Linked DNA regions of Sus scrofa: region 1 is linked to region 2. The links are chromatin contacts, called in public promoter capture Hi-C maps. All regions are on one chromosome and are shown on one strand. The core of a region is the stretch at or near the end of the contact, and the rest is flanking DNA. Distances in the headings are between cores, read along the strand shown. Region 1 holds the start of LSM12 (protein LSM12 homolog). Region 2 holds the start of GRN (granulin precursor).

Region 1 (6,136 bases), core at 2,338-4,837, 230 kb before region 2:
GGCCTTGTTCAGCAGGTTAATGACCTGGTCTTGCTGTGAGCTATGGTGTAGGCCGGTGGCTACAGCGCCAATTAGATCCCTAACCTGGGAATTCCATATGCCAAGGGAGCGGCCCTAGAAAAGGCAAAGAGACCAAAAAAAGAAAAGAAAACAAATAATATACAATTATGATTACAAAAAGGCTATGAATAGGATAACCTTAAGTCCCAATTTTCCCAGGACACACCAATACATGCTTGTCTCAGTGTACAACAAAAGTACCCCTCACCCTTTACTCTCAAAAATGTCCCAGATTAGACTATAAACATGTCACCTTATCTTTCAAGGATAAGATACTATAAGAGAGAATAATGGAGGCAAATCACTTTAGCCTGGCTGATCAGAAAAGACTTCTTGGAAGAGGTGACATTAAACTGAGTCCCTGATAGATACAGCTCCAGTTATTCTGAAAGAGGATTCCAAGTACTCCCCCATACTTGGCTAACAGAAATGAAGAATGAGAAAAGTTATTTGAGGGCTCCCCAAAATCAATCTGGATTTCCAAGATTAGAATATCCTAAACCTCTAAATTTTTTTTTTTTGGCAGTGCCTGCAGCACGTGGATGTTCCCAGACCAGGGATGGGAACCACAGCAGTGAACCCAAGCCACAGCAGTGACAATGCTGGATCCTTAATCCTTTCCACACAAGAGAACTCCCTAAACCTCTAACTTTGTTAGACCTCAAAGTTCAAACATAAAAACAAAAATGAAGCTCTAGTGCAGTGGTTTTCAAATCTTTGTAGGTCATGAATTCCTGAGAACCTGAAAAATACTTCAGATCTTCACCCAGGAAACACATAAACTCACTTGTGCACAAACACACAATTTCAGGAGGTTGAGAAGCAACACCCCACCAACATCAAGTTCATGCATATGGACTCCAGGTTAAGAAGTAAAAACAAGCCCTCTCCCAAAGGACAAAAGCCAGCTCTCAACTCTATTTCCCCATTTGGGCATTAAGACATTTCTTAAAATCTGAAGATATCCAGGAATAAACAGAAAAACTAAACTGCTATATTTTTCCGAAAATACAAGCAATTGTAAATTAGTGAAAAAAATGAAAAAACAATGGACAATGTATGTGCCACCAAGACTCAATGAGACTCAAATTTCCCATCATTTTGGAGAGCCAGAACTGCCCTCAAGTCCTTACCTTACTAACATTGAGTGAAGCTAGGGGAGGAGGGGTTTCTGTTCGGTCATTAATTATTTCCACTTCTGAAACATACTGTAAGTTTATGAGCAAGATGTCTGCGTGGTTGGGCTTTCCACTGGAAGAGGGACATTCTGGTGAGAAAATAAAGTTAAGGAAAATTGGGGGAAGCAGAGCACTAACACATTCCAAAGGGACATGGAAAACACAATTCACACATGACTTGTGTAAAAGGTATGCCACAAGCAAGAGGGTGGCCTCAGGAGAATCAGCTCTCCTCAGGAAATCTCTGCCTGTCACCTTCCTCCCGATCAACCCCACGACCAAGGGATCTCAAGCTTTTCAAAGGAAAACACAATCCAAAATTGGAAGCCTCAACAGGGTTTCTGTCACCTTCTCTCTGCTGGTTTTATGCAGAGGCTTGACGTAGTTTTAATGCTGTAAGTATACTGTTTGCCTTGAACCTAATGAACCACACAGGAGAGCAAGTACTTTCTGTTCTTGGTATCCTTCCTATATCTGAACAGTGCTCTTTTCACTTTTTCAGATTTGAGATTTCCCATTTTGCAGGAAAAAACTACAGCACTGGAAAGGAAGCTCACTCAAGGTGACCCAGCTAGTTAACCCATCCATTCATTCACTCACTCACTCATTCTCTGACCATTTAAGAGCATACTGTATATCAATTAAAAGCTGAGTAATTTCTCATTCCAAAACCCCTCCAATTAAACCAGTAATGTAAATGGTCTTTAATCCAGGTATGTATTCTTGTATTTAAAAAACACAACAAAGTAGTTCCCATTGTGGTGCAGAAGAAACAATCCAACTAGTATCCATGAGGATATGGGTTTGATCACTGGTCTCGCTCAGTGCGTCAGGGGTCTGGCAATGCCATGAACTGTGGTGTAGGTCGCAGACACCACTTGGATCCCACGTTGCTGTGGCTGTGAAGAAGGCCAGCTGCTGTAGCTCCAATTAGACCCCTAGGCTGAGAACTTTCATATGCTGTTGGGTACAGCCCTAAAAAAAAGCAAAAACAAAAACAAAACTATTCTTGCTGTAATTAGTTTCAAAGGACATCTTCCTAAGCTAGAAATCTAGGACTAGTGGTTAAATAAATTAAAACACTTGCCACTCAAAAGCAACTGACTCAGAAAGAAACTTCCTTTTGAAAGGTGCCATTAAAAAATTACTCCAAGAAAAAAAAAAGCCAAATAAACCCACCTGTGGCTCAAATAAGAGGGGAAGGGGTGGCACATTTATTACAACCAGGAAGTATTTTGTTTCCAAGAATGACTTTCCTGGAGTAATTCAGAAATCATTTCCACCCCGAAGAGGCTACTTTTTCCATTCTAACACTGCCACTTTCCAAAGGGAAGGCTACTACTATGGAAAATCAGGATTCCATGCGCTGGGCTGAGCAAGAGAATATAACTTACTCTTTCACCTGTAACCCATACATCGATACATAAGCCCCCGAAAAACGTGGTCCTCTCTCTGCACCAGGTTTCCAACACAAACATCCCCAAAATAGCAATTTCCATATGACTGAGAAGCCCAAAATTCAGCACTCCCCGCCCCCACTGGCACCACAAGCACACACACAAGCACCAGGAAAACAAGCCCCATCCCCAGTTCAGATACAAACTCCTATCCTGCACTTACTCTCCCCCCAAAAAGGAGAGACCCATTTGGTCACTACCCCACCGCCCTTTCTTGGACGAAATCCCATCAGCAGACAAACCACCTAAACTCCATACCCTTGTCCCACTAGCAGTTCCTTACTCTGCACACCCCGTCCCCACAGGATTTTACCCTCCCCGCCTCCATCCGGGCTCCATTCCCCAGCCCCCTCCCACGACCACCCCTCTTCTAATCACTGTGTCCTCTCTCCTAGCGTTCGTCCCGAAAAGCCACCCGCGTGTCAAGCCCCCTCCACCCACCCACCCTCGTACGGGGCCCAGCTCCCACAACGCGTGGGGGACAGGGTCCCCACCGCGGACCGAGGGACCCGCGAGAGGGGGAGGGGAGCTCAGGGCCGCGCGCATGCGCTCCGAGCGCCGCGGTAGCCGGTCGCCCCTAGGCCCGGAGAGGCCCCAGCCACCGCTGTCGTCCCCCGCCCCCCCACCACCACCGCACATACACGCCGGCCCGGCCTTGGGCTCCGCGCAGGGAAGGATACTTAAAGCCAGCATTTTGGACTGGTAGTCGAAGGCTACCACCTCGCCCTGCAGCCGCTGCTCCTGGCACGTCCGGCACGACACCTGGCTCCCAACGCTGAAGTACTCGCCCGGAGGAGCCGCCATCTTGGGAGAGCAGCCGCGGCCGGCGGCAGCGGCGGCAGCAGCGGGCGAAAGCCGGGCCCCCAGTGAGCGCCGCGCCGCGACGCACGAGGCGTGCTGACGTCACACGCCAGGGCGTGGCCTGGGTTGGGTGGGGCGGGATCCTAGGTGGAAGAGGGTAGACGAGGAAATAAAGAGGAATCTAAATAATTATGTTTGTGCAGCTGCGCCCACTTGGTGAAGTGTTTGCAGGGTCCATTTTAGAAGTTAAAGATAAATGACCTATGTAGAATAAAAAAAGGAAGGAGGAGGGAACTGCAATCTTCATTACGTTCACGCCTAGACGCAAGAGTTTAATGAATGAACTCTGTATTTTACATATGAGGAATCGAAGTCCCAGAAAACTCATCAAAACTTGCTCAAAACGATTATACCTAGTTATAAAGTGGTAGTGGAAAGGACTTTGGCTGTCGAATTGGCTAAACTGGAATCAGTATTCCACTGAGTTATATGACCTTGAGCAAATTATTAAACCTGATCCTGTTTCTTTACTCCGTATGTATTGTCGCTATTGAGCACCCAACAACCCTTCGATGTAGAAGTCAATATTCTCATTTTATAGATGAAGAAACTAAGTCTTAGGCTAAACTTTTTCCAAGGTCGCACAACTAGCAAAGATTCCATCTACCTGTTTCCAAAGAGAGTGCTATTTACTGCTATGCTATATTAGACAATACCTCATAGAGACTTTGGGAGGAGTGGAAGATAAAAAAAATAACGAGTACAAATGCATGGCATGTAGTAGGTCCTTAGTAAATGGTAGTATCTCTGCCATCACCCCTCACCCTTGGAACTCAAAATTCTTCCCCATCTCCGGTCTTGTCCCCTCCTCCAGAAAACCAAGCAAAGAGTGAGGAGCAGTGGTAGGGACAACTGTAGCCATGGAGCAGGAGTTTGGGGCTCCCTATTAATGACTATCTAAGATCAAAAACAATTTTCCTAACGTGTAAGTACCATGCAGATGCATTTTCAAGCCCTACTATTGCAAATTACCATCCCTAACCCATCTACCCCTCCACTATAGAAATTCTGGAGCCTCACGTCTAAATAACAACAGGCAGAGGGAGGGACACAAAGGGCCAGACCTGACACTTCTTAACCTGAACAAAGTTCAAAAATTTTTCCTTGCCTTGCAAGAGCCATCAACTTCCTAATGTTGGGTCAATATTAGTATAATCATTTTAATAGAAATAAACATTCAAATCCCTCATCCTTGCGTTTTTCAGAGAATCTTCATGTCTCCCCCATAAGTCATAAATAACTGCCACTCCACTTTTTATGCAATGTTGTCATTGTTGATTTTCATAAATGGTTGCCAGGCACTGTTAGAAAAAGATTCCTGGAAGAAGTAAAAAATCTGAGACCTGAAGGATAAGCGGCGAAAGAGCGTGGCCATGTTCCAGGCAGAGGGAACTGCAGATGCCAGGACCCCTGAGAGAAGAGAGCTTGGTGATATCAGGCAGCTCAGAAATATCAGGAAACAGTGTGAGACTGGGCTGGTAAAATTTGTGTGGCTAGAGCCCAAGCAAACTTTCAAAGACTTAGGAAATTGAATTTTTTTTTCCTTTGGGGCAATTGAAAAACATTTAGCAAAGGAGTGAAATGAGATTTTTTTTATCTAGCTTCCCTTCCCCACACCGTTTTAATTAGTGAAATTAATCTTTCCAAGAAAAACCCGGATTTACATTTTCATCTTCACCCTTAAAAAACAAAACAAAACACTCTCCAAGAACAAAGTTGCTTGAGGTAGGAAGGAACCACTTCAGCAGTCTCCTCCCACCTCACCTCTGCCTTTAGGCAAGACCTCGCCTGGAATAGCTGAGATTTCTATTTTCTGTGTGTGCTCCTTCAGAGGATTATTCCAATTTTTGTCGTGGGTGTGTGCCCCTCCTCTTCCCTTACCAAGCTAGCTACTATCTCATGGTTTATCTGCCCAGCGGGGTTTTGGAAAGCAAAATGACAAAAGGAGAGGAGCAAGGCAAGCTTAGAACTGGGAGGAAGTGTGACTTAGACTGCTATGTGTAAGCCTTTAGGGACAACTTCTCAAGATCAAGAGGCTTATCTGTCAGCCTCTAAATCAACAGCGTTTGAATTCAAGCAGTGGAGGCTTGAACCGATTAGCCAGCAGTGTGTGCCAACTCAGCCTCCCACTTCAGCGCCCACCGGAGATGCCTAGCTCGATCTCCAGAAGATCTCCAAATATCTTTGGAGGGTAGCGGTAGCGGAGGAGAAAGGTTTGGTCTGGAAGGATCCTGGCCCTAAAAATTACATATCCATCCTCACAGCAGCAAAGGAAGGACCCTGGGCGCGTCACCGACCCTCAGGTTAGTCTGTCCCTTGACCCGGAACAGCAGCGGCAGTGGCCTCTTACGCTGATGCCCACGTGCCGGCAACAGCAGCCACGTGGGGATCTGCGGAAACGCCTTCGCAAAGATTTGTCCCCTGCGCTGCCCAGTAGAAAGGAAGGCCCGGGAAGAGCGCAGAAGGAAACGGTACCGGCAGGAGGCCGGGCTGGGGCAAGCCGGGGCTGCCGGGGGCGGGGCAGGGGCGGGGTTTCGCTGGCAGCTGCCGGGGGCGTGGCCTCGACTCCGAAGGGTGGGC
Region 2 (6,404 bases), core at 2,314-4,813:
CAAGAGGCTGCTGGGGCTTGAACCCCAGGCCAGCACATCCCTGAGGGTCCCTCCATCCTGGGCCTCTGCAAAGTCAGGTAGTCCCCGTCCCCTGGCTGCCTTCTCCTTCCCCATCCTCCCCTCCCTTCCCTCCCCCTTCACCTGTCCCCTGCATTCTGTGCCTCCAGGATGGATTCAAAGATAATGCTCAGCATTAATCTGCCTGCGCAAAAATGTGGTCCTGCCCCCGGGGCCAGGTGGAGCACCCGCAGCTCAGTGTGGAATCTGAATCTCCCAGCTGACAGGGAGCAGGGCAGTGCTCCCCTGCTGCCCAGATGAACCCACTAAGCCCAAAGGCAGATTAAGAGTTCATATACAAGGGGTTCCCGTGGGGGCACCGTGGGTTAAGGATCTGGGGTTGCCACAGCTGGGGGGTAGGTCACGGCTGCGGCTTGGATTCCATCCCTGGCCTGGGAACGTCCTATGCCCTGGGTATGGCTGGAAAAAAAATAATTTACAAACAAGCACAAGAGGTGAAGACACAGAAGAGACGGTTAAAGGGTTTGAAAGTGGGAGTCTAGGGTGGAAAAGACGGATAATAAGAGTGCTGCTTTGTGTTATAATTTGTCTGAAATTTCCTTGCATCGTATACTTTGTTAAACATAATAATTGATTAAAAAACAAGAACACCAGGGCACTTGGCCTGCCCACGGGCACCGGGCTAGTTCATGGCCTCTGCCGGGGCGGGAACCCCGATCTGCTGCCTCTGTTGCCAAATGTCCCGTCACCACCTCAGGCCTGGACACTGGCCTGTTCCTGACTCCCCTCCCCCACACCCACCCAGCCAGCCCTGAAGGGCCCAGCAGAGCCCCGCAAACGCCAGTCAGGTGCCCGATGATGAGGGCAGGCGCCACAAGAACTGGGGCAACAATTGCTCACGCTGAGGTGACTCAGGCAGGAAGGGGAAGGAAGGGGTAGGTGTGTCTGAGGAGGAGGTGGCTTCCGTGCCCTCACTCCAACCTTGGTGTGCAGGGCCACCAGATGTAGCAGATAAAAACACAGGATGCCCAGTAAACTTTGAATTCCAGTCCACAAGGGATAATTTTAAAGTACGTCTCAGATATCACATGGGACGTATTTATGCCAAAAAGCATTTGTCTCTAATGCGAAATTCAAACTTAACTGGACATCCTGCTATTTTTATTTATTTATTTATTTGGCCTCCGCGAGGCATCTGGAGTTCCTCAGCCAAGGATCGGATCTGAGCCACAATCGCAACCTATGCCCCACCGGCAGCAATGCTGGATCCTTAACCCATTCTGGTGGGTGGGGGATCAAACCTGCATCCCAGCACGCCCAAGAGACCACCGATCCCGGCGCACCACCGTGGAAACTCCTGTCTTATCCAGCAACTCAAGATCTTGGGGAAAAAGCCCCTCTCCTGGGGCAACTGTGACTCTTCTGTGGGGGGCAGAACAGTAACTCTGGACGAAGAAATCCCTGAGGAGTGAGATGCTGAGAGAAGGAGAAGGAGGGCATGCTCTCCTGCTCTATCCTGACCGCCACCTGTGAGAGCGGCCCTGGGGCTGACCTGGAGGAACGTCTTAGCCACAGACACAACCATGGGTCTCTTCCTGTGAGGCCTCTCAGTGGAACCATCTGCGCTGCCTCAATCCGGGGCAGCGCTGGCATCTGAGGTGGGACCACAGCAGGAATAGTAACAGACCACGAAGAACACATCTCTCCCTTCTTAAGCATGGGGTGGGGCAGCAGAAGCCACAAAGGAAAAGATTGCTGGCTAGGTTTCAGATGACATAATGACATAACTTCTGACCACAAAAGATACCATCAACAAAGAGAAAAGACAAAGGATAGACTGGGAGGAAATATTTGCAACGTATATCCTGATCCAAACTATATAAAGAGCTCCCACAGTTCAATAAGAAAAAGACAAACACGGGAGAAAAAGGAACAAAGGATAACAGGATGGTTAGTTTTTTCTTTTTATTACCATGTAGTTGGTGTGCATCATCTTATCACTTACAGGGGGACAATACAGTGAGTCCGTTTTTAAAGGCTATACTTTGCTTACAGTTCTTATAAAATATTGACTATATTCCCTGTTGTACAATATACCCTTGTGGCTTATTTTATACGTAATAACTTGTACCTCTTAATGTCCTACCCCATATTGTCCCTCCCCCGTTCCTCTCCCTCTGTGCTCGCTTTGTCCACAGAAGCATAAAGATGCACAGGAAGGGGAACGAGTGTGCAGAGTAGTCTTGACGTTCAGTAGGAGCCTTACTGAACCTCTGGGCCCTCTCCAGTCCCAGGAAGAGCACCACTGTCACACAATTCTTCAGCCCTGCCACCTCCTCCCTACCCAGACCCCTACCACCCCGGATCTTGGTTGGTTGTCCCCCAACCCCAGCCTCACCCTCGGCTCAAGCTCTCCCTCCACTCGGCACCACCAAACACTGTCCTTCCCCCAAGGCCCAGCACCAGGCTTTCTCTGAGCCTCTCCTCTCTCTCGGGGTACTTCCCGTTGCCCATCTCTGCCCAGGCCAGGGCTTCTGGGCACCAAGCAGTCTAGCTTCTGCTGCTGGCAAATCTGTCCTATGTGGTACACTTGAAAAAGCAGCATATCAATTCCTGGGAGGCAGGGACCACTGAAATTAGGAAGCCACTTTGGCTACGCACCCACCTCCAGCCCAGCCGGGTGCCACACCCCCAGCAGTTCCTCAAGTCCACTACATTGAACTTGGCCCTCGATCCCTGCTCAAGGCTGCCCCTGCCATCTGGTTTCCTGATGCTTCTCCCAACACCACCCCCCCCCCGGCCATTTCTCCAACCCCTCCCCACCTGCCACCTAAAATCCTCCAAGACTCAGCTCAAAACTCAGCCCTCAGGTTGGAATGAAATCTCTTCTTCCCTGCCCAGAACCAACCTACTTCCTTTCCCTTCCACGCACCTAGAGCATCTGGCACAGGTAAGGTAAGGACTTCGTACCTTAAATCAGATTTAACCTGAGCCTGTCTCCCCTTCTCCAACCCCCACCGCACCCTTGCTGGGAGCACCTTAAGGAAAGGGCCTGCCTGAGAGCTGTTCATCTTTGCCCTCACAACTCTCCTTCAACCCCCTTTGGGGCCTGGCTGCCCAGCATTAAATCCGAGTTGACTGAACAGAATAGAAACAGGATGCACAAATGTTCCAAGACCAGAAGCCGACGGCCTGCGAAAGCTCTGGAAGCACGCTCTAACCGAGAGCTCCCTTGGATGTTAATATCTCAGGAGTCGGCGGGCGAGGCGGACACTCGAAGCCTGGCAGAGTCGGCCAGGGCGTCACATGATTCTCCAATCACATGATCCCTGGAAATGGGGGGGTTGGGGTGAAAGAGGAAGGGAGGGAGGAGAGTGAAATGAGTAGGAAAGAAGCACAGGATTCCAGGTTGGCCCCGCCTTTATGTCGACGAGTAGCCAATGGGAGCGTGACAGTCCAGATACCTGGCCAATGGAAACTGAGGTGGGCGGGCCATCGCGCCGAGGGGCCCTACTTGGTGAGCTGCCGGACAGCTGCTGCCCAGAGCTGACCGCGACGCAGGTAAGAGGGGTGGCCTCGGAGCGCTCCCGCTTGCTCCTTCCCAGGGGCCCGGCCAAGGGGACGTGGAGACTTGAGGGTCCTCAGGAGTTTCAGAGAGGAGACACGAAAAGACTCCCTTAGAGAAACTCCCATGCACTGGAGGGAGTTTTATGGGGAGGGGGAGTAAACAGTAATTGCAGTGACTCCCATTAGAAGGGGCCCTCTCCTTCTCCAGCAACCCCGGAAGCTGCAGCCCCTTCCCCTAAAGCAGGGACCACTCTGTTCTTGAGCTGACTCCGCCCCCGTTGGCAGGTGCTGGTGGTGGTTTGGTAGGGGGTGTCTGCTGTGGCTGGGAGCAGACGAGGCGCCAGCCGGTGGTCCCCGACCTCAAAGGGCTGGGAGTAGGGCTTGAGACCGTGGCCTCCTCAAAGGCCGTAGGGACTTGGGAGTGGTGATTGAACCCCTGGGTTGCATCTGGCTTTTCTTTACTTCCTCTCGTGGCGGGTGGGAAAAGCTAACTTCCGCCTCTCCCCGTCACTTTTCCCCGGCTCTCCGCAGCTGGGTTGGTTCACCTTTTGAGAAGCTCTCTCCTGGCACTTGGAGTTGGGGGCTGCCACCTAGTGGAAGATGACGGAGCTTAGGGGCCTGAAGAGGCTCCTGATCTCCCTCTCTGCTGGCGGTGTGCGGTGGTGGTGGCACCGTGGGAACCCTACTGAGAGGAGTCGGGTCCCCTCCCCCCTCCCTTGTCCTGAGTGTGCGTGCGCGTGCATGCATGTGTGTTCGGTCGGCGCATGCATAACCTCAGGATGCCCAGGAAGGGAAATGTGCATAAATGAATCACTAGGGTGCTGAGTGGTCCTTGGTGTGTGCAGACAGGCCCTCCCTCCAGCCTGAGTCAGGCCAGCAGGACAAGTCTGAGGAGGCTTGAGGCTGGACTCCCAAGAAGCAGGTGGAGCCAGGTGTAGATGCCTTGCAGGGAGCTGCGGGCATTGGAGAAGAGCGTGAAAGGGCCACAGGCCAGGACTGGGCTTCTTCAGCCTTACCCGGCCAGGAGACGGCCTCGTGGAGGTGGTCTTTGAGCTGAGAGGGGCCACCGAGGAAAGCCAGGTGAGGGAGAGAGGATTGTGCAAACCCCTGCTGCTCGTAGTGTGCAGTGTATACACACAGAGAGACTCACGGGCAACCAAGGCCCAGAGACAGGGAGCGACTGTGGCGGCTGTCACAGACTAGGGGCCGCGTGTGGTAAGTATCCAGGCAGCCCCTACACTCTCTGTTCCTGTCCTGCCTGGTCCACCAGCCCAGGAAGTGCTTTTGTCCCACTTCTCAGTTTGGACCCCAGGCCTCTACCCTCCTGGGGTCTGGGGTCCTTTCCCAGGTACTGTCCACGGTGCCGCTTGTGAAATGAACTTAGGTCGAATAATATACTCTGGAGCCATCAAAGCCTGTGGTGTGACCTGGGCAGGTTATTTAACACCTCTACACCCCAGCATCCTCCTTTGAAAAGTAAAGGTAGGGAGGTCCTGTTGTGGCTCAGCGGGTTACAAACCCGACTAGTATCCATGAGGGTGCAGGTTCAATCCCTGGTCTCTCTCAGTGGGTTAAGGATATGGTGTCGCCGTGAGCTGTGTCGCAGCTTGGAGCCTAAGTTGCTGTGGCTGTGGTGTAGGCTGGCAGCTGCAGCTCCAATTCAGCCCCTAGCCTGGGAACGTCCATATGCCACAGGTGTGGCCCTAAAAAGCAAAAAAAAGAAAAAAAAATAATAAAGATAATAATGACTCCTTTAGATGGTAAAGAAATACCATAGCATGTTGTAACTGGCTCCTAAGAGGCTCGAGAGACATGACTGATTTTGCCTCTCTAGGCAGAGTCGCATCTTCCAGGCCTGCCCCACAAGGCTGGCCGAGCTTGGGGGAAGAGTTGTTTAGGAAGTGAGAGGCTGCGCTCCTTCAGAAACCGGGGCTTGGTTCCTTTTTCTGATTCAGATCGGCACCGGGTGGGCAGCCCTGGGCTGTCTCCACCTGCAGCCGGGTTTCGGCTCCAGGGTGGGGAGAGGCAGGGGAAGGGAGGGTGGTATGTCTGCACATTCTGAAATGGCCTGGTGGTACTAGGGGGCCCTTACAACACCGGGGTCCCAAAGGTTGACCCAGCCTGTGTGTCCCCTTCTTTGGGTGTGGAGGGGACAGTCAGTGGGCAGGTGGTAGCTGGCCTCTGGGGAAGGTAGCCCAGGCTCCATGGGCACCATACTTCCTTTTTCACAACTTTCTCAACCCTGTGGTTTCCCATATCGTCACACGCCCCCACTTCTCGGCCACCAGAACTTAGCAGGGTGCAGGTGTGAGCACAGCATCAGACAAGGTGGCATCTAGAGGGGCCGGCTCGGGAAGCGGAACTCCGACTTTTCTTCGAGTGGAAACTCCCTCCTTGTCCTCCAGCCCCGTTCTCCCACGGCGACTGAGGTCTTCCCCACCCCTGGGAGGTGGCCATGTCCCCACAGATCAGACCCGCAGAATCCACGGGTCTTCCTGACTCTCACATGCCCACATCTCTGCACACTTAGCCACGGAGGCTCAGGTGTCAAGCCACATGCTGGGGACACAGATTCACACATGTGCTCAGGCCAGCATTTATGCTCACGGGTCTACACGCGTAGGAAGCTGAATCTCAGGCCCCACACCTTTCTTCCCGCCTGGATGGGGTATAGCTGGGGGGACTCGGGGAGTCTTGGGGCCGGAGCCTGGGGCTGGGGGAGTGACTGGCTCCAGCGTGAAGGGCCGTCTGAGCTTAAGCTAGTTGCCAAAAGCCTCTTGCTATTTTGCAGGTGGACCATGTGGACCCTGGTGAGCTGG

The links. Promoter capture Hi-C pulls out the DNA fragments that hold promoters and counts their contacts.
Region 1: a promoter capture Hi-C map of liver shows a contact between it and region 2, with 3 times the contacts expected there. The contact joins the promoter of LSM12 here to the promoter of GRN in region 2. A contact is called at or near these places in 1 of 5 promoter capture datasets (liver), 4 of 47 Hi-C or Micro-C datasets (heart right ventricle, liver and skeletal muscle) and 1 of 2 datasets of contacts at active chromatin or transcription factors (alveolar macrophages).

The regions. Positions count from the first base shown.
Region 1 is chr12:19,126,081-19,132,216 of Sscrofa11.1, reverse strand. LSM12 (protein LSM12 homolog) reads right to left here and starts at 3,587. Exons shown (of 5, transcript XM_021066900.1): 1 at 3,376-3,587; 2 at 1,194-1,327. The coding sequence starts at 3,499. It overlaps G6PC3 (glucose-6-phosphatase 3), which reads left to right and starts at 5,926. Exons shown (of 7, transcript XM_003131354.4): 1 at 5,926-6,027.
Region 2 is chr12:18,897,603-18,904,006 of Sscrofa11.1, reverse strand. GRN (granulin precursor) reads left to right here and starts at 3,563. Exons shown (of 13, transcript NM_001044578.1): 1 at 3,563-3,579; 2 at 6,377-6,404. The coding sequence starts at 6,384.